Regions from separate parts of the Macaca mulatta genome. Here region 2 is linked to region 1. The links are chromatin contacts, called in public Hi-C maps. All regions are on one chromosome and are shown on one strand. Each heading gives the region's core, a stretch centred on a gene start, on an enhancer-like site or on the middle of the called end of the contact. The rest is flanking DNA. Distances are from core to core; before and after follow the strand shown.

Region 1 (4,083 bases), core at 670-3,169:
GTCAGAGGTCTAAGAGGCCAAGTGTTGGTGTTGCATGGGTCACCTACAAGGATGTTGAATTCAGATAGAATGTAGACAAGAGGGATGGTGAGGAAAACCTACGACAAGCAGCTCTATAATTTCTGGGAAGTGGCCAGGAGGCTCGTGGATGATGGCAGTAAGGAGAGTAGAAGGTGATTTGGCCAGAAGATATGAACTTCAAGTATTTTTGAAGGAGAAAAGAGCAGAAATAGTTTGGAAGTAGCAATCAGGACCAAAGAGACCACCCAATCTCAATAGCCTAACCTCTTTGTGTTAGGGTATGCTGAATCTGTTAAGTGTAATCTCAATTTTGGAGTTCTACAGCAGTAAATCCGCAAGTATAACCACCTGTAGCTAATGTCCAGGTATAAGAAAAAGATAATGAAAATGTTTTTGCCCAGGAAACATTAATTGCAGGCATCTAGAATGCAGTTCTTGCATTATACGTACTGGGTTACCAGTCATTGCAAAATCATGGTCCTTTGCCTCTCAGCTCAGTTCCCCTTCTGAAGATAAAAACATTTGCCTATGTGTCCAGGGAAGCCGTAGGGGCAAAAAACCAAGTAACTTTTACAAGGGATCATAAAAATCTACCTAACAACTTGCTAATTAAAACCTGATTTTTAATTTGCATTATTGAGCTTAATACCATTGCTTATATATGGATACTGAGATTTTTATAAACTAGTTACCTCTAGGAAAATATCACTAAAAGAAGTATCTCCTCAATTTGAACAAAAGTAAGTCGCTTAAATCATAGGAAACATTTTTAGTGAAAGCGTTTGTTTTAAATATATTCTAACCTAACAGTGTAGAAAGCAGGCAAACCAAAAAAAATGTAATCAGTTTCTAAAATATAGTTTGGAGCTCAGATTCTGGGGAAATTATTAACACATTCTTGATCCAAGGTCTCCTTTCTTTTCTAGAATCTTTAATCATACATATTCATCAGAAATACAAATATTTGTCATCAGTGATACTAATTTTCAGGCAAACATTTTAATTGCAGTCACTACCAGGTTTTAATTTGGATTAGTAATACGGGTTTGATTAGGGTTCTCGGCCTAATTATAGGTCACTAGGCTTCCTTTAGGATTACGCAACATCTGCTATTTTAAATTGACCATTGAGGGGGTTCCCAAGGGTTCGGCTTCGTTTTGTTATCAAACGTTAGTGGGATCCAAAGCCAGGATCGGTTTCAACAAAAATGCAAGCGCGAATTTGTCTTGAGTCTCAACGCACTGTTCAAATTAAACAATTTAGACATGCCCCAACTACGAGACTAAGAAGTGAACGGTATAGTACACTTTTGTCACAAATTCAAGGGTAAAGTGCCCGATGGTAGAGGTCTGGCTTCTCCCGGGTTTCTGGAACAAAAGAAGCGTTCGCGAGTAGACAGAGGGGTAACTCCCTGCCCTCCCCCTCCCAAAGTAAATCAAATCAAGGAATATGAGTGCCTGCAGACAAGTCTCGCTTCTTTTCTTCCCCTTCATGGCTAGCGTTTGGGGAAGGCAAGGCTGCGGCTACTCTTCGGTGCTTCAGTGTCCCGGGAGGAAGAAAGGCCCAGACAAGGGTCCTCACAGCCGGCGTGGAATTCGGCCGGTTCGTAGGCGATCGACCCCAGAGACGAAAGCTGCTTCTCAAGCTGGGGGAGGGAGAGGAAACGGCGCACAAAAGCAGTACGACCTGTCCCTTATCGGCGTCTAAGGGGAAGGGTGGAGAAAATGAAAACAGAAGCGGGCCGGGCGCCTCGGCTCCCGCCCCAGCGCCTTTTAAACTGCGTTTCTACCTCCTCTCGCTCAGCGCGGCGGCTAATGGAACCCGCGCGGGCCGTCCCGCCAATCACCGCCGCGCTTCCTCCCGTCGCCCGCCAATGGCGCCGCGCGTTCTTGGGGCGTGGGCGAAGCAAGCTGCTCGCCTCCTGCCTGTAGTGTGTAGGCTGGGGTTGGTGCGGGCTTCCAGCTTGGCTGCACTTCGTCCGTAGTTCGGCTCTGGGGTCTTTTGTGTCCGGGTCTGGCTTGGCTTTGTGTCCGCGAGTTTTTGCTCCGCTCCGCAGCGCTCCTACTGGGCAGGAGCCGTGAGGCTCGGAGGCGGCAGCGCGGCCCCCGGCCAGGAGCGAGCGCGCCGGCGTGAGCGGCGGCAGCGAAGGCTGCGGGGAGGGGGCTTCGCAGATCCCCGAGATGCCGGACTTCCTGGAAGACCCCTCGGTCCTGACGAAGGACAAGTTGAAGAGTGAGTTGGTCGCCAACAATGTGACGCTGCCGGCTGGGGAGCAGCGCAAAGACGTGTACGTCCAGCTCTACCTGCAGCACCTCACGGCGCGCAACCGGCCGCCGCTCGCCGCCGGCGCCAACAGCAAGGGGCCCCCGGACTTCTCCAGTGACGAGGAACGCGAGCCCACGCCGATTCTCGGCTCTGTGGCCGCCGCCGCGGGCCGGAGCCGAGCAGCCGTCGGCAGGGTAAGGACGCGGGGCCGGGGCCACAAAGGCGGGCGTTTGGCGGTTGCCGCGCGCGCTCGCCGCCGTTTGCAGCCCCTCCCTCCCGGGCGCCCCCTTGGGCCTCCCAGGTGCGGGGCTGTCCCTGCGCCCCCTCGCGTTGCCCCTTCCCCGCGGGGCTGCAGGCGCTGGAGCGGAGAGGCCAGAAGTTGGGGCACCGGGATTCGCGTTCTTTGACGTGTGTGTCTGGGAGGTGTGGAGTTGCGTTGGTGGCGGTTGTTTTGCACGCGGGCGACGCGGCTTCCCTGGACCACCAGCTGCCGGCAGCGGGCGTTTAGACGGGGACTTCCGTGGCCTTTCGAAAGCTCTGGAGGGGTGGCCCCAAAATGCTATAGGTTAAGTTCGAGCGTTTTCCCGCTTTATTAACTGAAATGACTCGCAGCAGAGTCTCACAGCGCTCCCTGGAGGGCAACTGATGACACACTAATTTCTAACCAAAATTTGAATTAAGGAAATTCCCGCCTTTTTATACTTTTGCGTATGGAGGGCTTTTTGAACCGTTTATGTTTTCTAGTTTAATTTTTCCCACCAACAGGACATCTTTTGGCGGGACGGCTTCACGCAGAATTGAAAGGAACAGTTTAAACTACATTTTAAAGCGCCTATTATAATTTTTAAATATTTATTTATTTATTTTTGAGATGGAGTTTCGCTCCTGTTGCCCAGGCTGGCGTGCAATGGCGTGATGTCGGCTCACTGCCACTTCCGCCTCCCGGGTTCAAGCGATTCTCCTGCCTCAGCCTCCCGAGTAGCTAGGATTACCGGCATGCGTCGCCACGCCCGGGTAATTTTTGTATTTTAGTAGAAACCGGGTTTCTCCATGTTGGTTAGGCCGGTCTCGAACTCCTGACCTCAGGTGGTCCACTCACCTCGGCCTCCCAAGTTCTGGGATAACAGGCGTGAGCCACCGGACCCGGCCCTATAAACAAATATTTGAAAATTACTCACAGTTTGGATTGCGTTTTTCTCCCTTACTGGTAAATTTTGCTTGAGGAAAGGAAAGAGGATTCAGGAAAAATTTATTGCATGACATTCTGGTGCAACAGTATTGCAATTTGGAATGTCTGATCCTGGTTAAATCTCAAATCGGCTCCAGCAAAGCATGTTTTGTTTGAGAATAGTTTGCTTTTTTTCCTGTGGATTTTAATATGCTTTTTGTGTGTTTGCTTATGCCTGCCGAGTTACCAGGCTTCAAGTCGTAGTAGGATGAAGCTAAAACTAGTAATTGGTGTAACATAAAATGCCTTGTAAGAGACAGTGAATGTGGTGTTTGGGGTTGTTGCGAGTTATCACTAGTGTAAACCGAAATTACTCCTTCCTTCAAAGTTTACTTTAGTTTTTAAGGAACCTGTCTAATGTGTTTTCCCAGCTACTCAGGCAAAAATGAAAGACAAATGTAATAGACACAGGTAAATTTAATTGAAAATCTTATCCTAAGTTTTAGAGAAGTTGAACGTCTTAACAAACGTCTTAAGTCCGGTGTGTGACACATAGTAGTGCAAAATAATTGTACAATAAATAAAAGACCTATCACACCTTATTGTTTCAACGTCTTGTTTTGTGGAAA
Region 2 (4,083 bases), core at 739-3,238, 83 kb after region 1:
GGCAAAAGTGGAGCAACAGTCATTACATTCTGAAGGTCGCTAGCTGCTACATGGTGTAGGAGTTGGGCCTGCAGCTCCTTCAGTTACCACTGGATCTTCTAGATCAACTTCTCTGCGTTCTGGGCCACAAGCATGTGCAGCCCCACGGTGAAGGGTACCAGTTGATCCAGCTGAAAAAATGTGCGGCAAAGGGCAGTATTATCCGGTGCTGGGGGAAGGGAATAGGAAGATTCACCACAGTCATATATTTTTACATGATATTTGATTTTTTTCATGACAAAAGATTTTTAGATTAGAAAAGCACTATAAAGTTGAATTAACCAAAAAATAGACAAAGAAAGTCCAGACCCTTCACTGACTGCCTATCTATATAAGATTAGACTCCTCAGTCTGGTATGTGAGGCCCTGGACAATCAGGTGCTAGTGTACTTTTTTAACTTTATCTGTCACTACTTCCCTTCCTGTGCCCTCCACTCTGGAATTCTTCCTGGGACTTTAGTTGAGCCAGAAGGGCTGGTTCTGGGATAGTGTTGCTAAGAGAGTGCCATGATGCTGCAGCCTCAGAGCTGACTTTTTTTAGGGAACATCTTCTGTAGACTTTTAGACATTATCTCATTGAGTTCTCATAGACTTTGCAAGGTAAGTATTACTCCAGTCCAGAACCAGCCACCTAATTTTCAGGGTCCGGTGCAAACTAAAAAATGTGTGGCCCCTTGTTCATACATATATTAAGAATTTCAAGCCGGGCATGGTGGCTCAGGCCTGTAATCCCAGCACATTGGGAGGCCGAGGTGGGTGGATCACCTGAGGTCAGGAGTTCGAGACCAGACTAGCCAACATGATGAAATCCCGTCTCTGCAAAAAATACAAAAATTAGCCAAGCGTGGTCGTGCACGCCTGTAGTCCCAGCTACTCCAGAGGCCGAGGCAGGAGAATAGGGTGAACCTGGGAGGCAGAGCTTGCAGTGAGCCGAGATCACGTCACTGCACTTCAGCCTGGGTGACAGAGTGAAACTCCGTCTCAAAAAAAAAAACAAAAAAAAACAAAAAGAAAAGAAAAATTTCAAAATCAGCAGAGCATTAAACTAAGTGTAAGGCCATGTGTGATTGTACCAGTGTGAACCTGTGAGGCCAGTCCCACCCCAATCTTACATCTAAGGAACAGGTTCACAGAGATGAAGTAAATTCCCAAGGTTACTTTGTCAAGAGCTGGGAAAATATAAGAGCCAGAAGTCTAACAGGTTGAATCCCTATTAAACTCTCCCCAACTAAACTACGCCCCTCCCTGTTGAGCTGAATCTAATGAAAGCTTCCTAAATGTTTTAACCAGACACACGCACAATCTGCTATCAGTCACTTTCACTAGTTCATCGCTGTAACACCTCAGGTGTTCAATGTTTCAACGTGTTCTATAGATTATTGTGATAACGCGGCAAGCTGTCGTAAGACTTCTTGCTGCACATTTCTTTTTTAAAATATTCTCCAGAAGTCTGATGAAAAATGCAGACATACCTATATTTAATGTCAATGGATGGAACTTATTTTAAAAAGTACTGTAATGGCAGAAGTTGTGACACATAATACTGCAGTGATGTTCTCTAACTCCAACACCTAAATATATCATCAAGCATTCATGTTTTGTTTTTTAAGTGACTACTAGATACTGTGATTCACTTAAGTGAAGCGAACTGAAGCCTGTGGTCAAGAAGAGACACCTGAAGGTGAAGGGACAAAGCGAGCAGGTTAAGATCCCGAACCCGACCCCTCTCAAAAAATATACAGCCGGAACGCGCGTCTGCGCAGAACGAATCCTCCTGCGCACACGCCGGGCCGGAAGAGCAGGAGTGGGCAGGGGCGGGGATAAGGTTGCTAGGAGAACGCGATGACGCTACGGGCTCGGAGCTCTTCTCCACCAATGGGCGACGCATGCTTGTAGTGACGCGCTGTGTGCGTCACGCCGACGACGCGCGAAGGGCACACATCTTAGGGCTGGGAGGACGTTCGGCCTCTGTGAGCGGTAACCTTTCCAAGGGAGTGGTTGGGTGATCGCCATCTTAGGGAGTGAGTGTGACCGGGCCTTCCCCTGTGGCGGGTGTGGGGAGCGGAGCCCAGAGACCCTGTGGGGCCGCTGCTTTGGCGGTGGGCCCAGCCGGGAGCAGCCTCCTTCGAAGGCCGCCGTGACCTCTTCAAGGGCGCGCAGGCGGGAAGGAAAAGGCCCGGTTGGGGTTCCAGGGCGCCGGTAACATTAACCGGCGCCTTGCCTGCCATCTCACCGTCGCTCCCTCTTCCCCTAGAAAGATGTTCTCGTCCGTGGCGCACCTGGCGCGGGCGAACCCCTTCAACACGCCACATCTGCAGCTGCTGCACGATGGCCTCGGGGACCTCCGCAGCAACCCACCCGGGCCCACTGGCCAGCCTCGCCGCCCTCGCAACCTGGCAGCCGCCGCCGTGGAAGGTGAGATCAGACCTTGCCTGATACAGTCGTGGTCTATTCGTGGTCTGCCCAGCGTTTGAGGCCTGGACCCGGCTTGGAGGACAGGGAAGGACGAGTCCAGCCCGCTGCACCGTAGGACGGCGCCCAGTTGCTTGCCCGGGGATATCGGCTTTTTCCACCCTAGGCGGGTGTCAGATCCTTGGCCCTCCCTCAAGGGCGTGGAAGGGCTGAGGCCCTGTGTCCCTTCGTGACCTCCATGTCCCCGAGGGAAAAAAGGCCGCGACTAGCTCCTTATCTTCTCTGCCGTGAGCCCGCTTGGTCAGCCAACTAAGTATTGGGTAAAGTCTCTTCCCCAAACTACTGACCACCCACAGTTCTACTAACTGTATCACCTGTCCTTTGATTTGCCCTTAGTTTTCTTGAACAGTCCTTTCCTAAGTTTTATATTCGTCGACGCCAGGTCCGTCATTTTAGCACTTAATTATATATGAGATAACTGGATCTCCTGTTTTCATGCGACTGGAGGAGGCAGCTTGCAGCACTACATAGGCAATAAAAAGGAGATAATTGGTGGGCATCCCTTTGGTGTGATTATCTCTTGCGATTCTTTGTGGTTGGGCCCAGCTTTAACTTAGTTGTGTGTGTTTTAAATCCTAGTGAAGTGTGTACATACAGAGAAACCTGAAAATCGAATTGTAGGAGTCCTGAGAATGTTATCTACCTTATGCCTGTAAAATCGAAAGATTTTTTTCTTTAAATCACTCACGTGCTTCTGTTATGTCTTTAGGATGGATAAAGAATCCTTACTTACACTATCTGTCATTCAGTTTAAAATTAAAGCTAACATTATTTGTGTATTAAATGTATGTGACTGCAGGAATTTATGTGTATCTGTTTTTATGTTATAGGAGTTCATAAGTGGGGATAGTATTGGTTAGTGGCTAGGATAAACTTTGAAGTTGTTTGCAAGCCTTTTACACGTCGGGTGATCTTTCTGAGTTTCATTTGTACTCTGAAGTGTGCTCTTACCAGTGGTTAATAATTTGAAGTTTGACTTTAATTGTAAAAGCCGTTAATGTAGAAAACTTTTTTAAAAATGAATATGGCAGAATCCAAGCTGTTAATAGTATCAGATACAGAACCCTCATAATTTTTAAATGATCTGATTTTGGCAGTGAATTTTTTTTTAAGCCACTTAATTGGCCAAAGCTATTCAGCTGTGATAATACTATTTAACAGGGAAACAGTTTTCTTTCATTCCAGTGGCCTTAGTCATCTCTGAAGAAATACTTACTTCATTTTTTTTTTTTTTTTTCCAATCAAACAGAGCAGTATAGCTGTGACTATGGATCTGGCAGATTCTTTATCCTTTGTGGACTTGGAGGAATTATTAGCTGTGGCACAACACATACAGCATTGGTTCCTCTAGATCTGGTTAAATGCAGAATGCAGGTTTGTTTTGCATGCTGGACTAGAGCATATTGAAGCATGACTGACTGTTAAGTTATAAGATATAGTCATCTACTAACAAGCTGTGTGGAAACCTAACTGTCCAGGAGGTAAGTTTATGACCAGTAACATGAGTTTTATATTAAAATGCATGGTGTGTCTTCTCTTACTACAGAGTACAGTTGTGAATTTGGCTCCGCG

Evidence for each region. Hi-C and Micro-C count contacts between places; a contact is called where the count stands out from the background.
Region 2: a Hi-C map of fetal cortex germinal zone shows a contact between it and region 1, with 4 times the contacts expected there. The contact joins the promoter of SLC25A3 here to the promoter of TMPO in region 1. A contact is called at or near these places in 2 of 14 Hi-C or Micro-C datasets (CD4 T cells and fetal cortex germinal zone).

The regions. Positions count from the first base shown.
Region 1 is chr11:105,805,847-105,809,929 of T2T-MMU8v2.0, forward strand. TMPO (thymopoietin) reads left to right here and starts at 1,920. Exons shown (of 4, transcript NM_001261527.1): 1 at 1,920-2,480. The coding sequence starts at 2,202.
Region 2 is chr11:105,888,974-105,893,056 of T2T-MMU8v2.0, forward strand. It overlaps SLC25A3 (solute carrier family 25 member 3), which reads left to right and starts at 1,989. Exons shown (of 8, transcript NM_001257587.1): 1 at 1,989-2,060; 2 at 2,294-2,454; 3 at 4,058-4,083. The coding sequence starts at 2,298. It overlaps LOC144332989 (a long non-coding RNA gene), which reads right to left and starts at 2,608. Exons shown (of 2, transcript XR_013401277.1): 1 at 2,467-2,608; 2 at 1-208.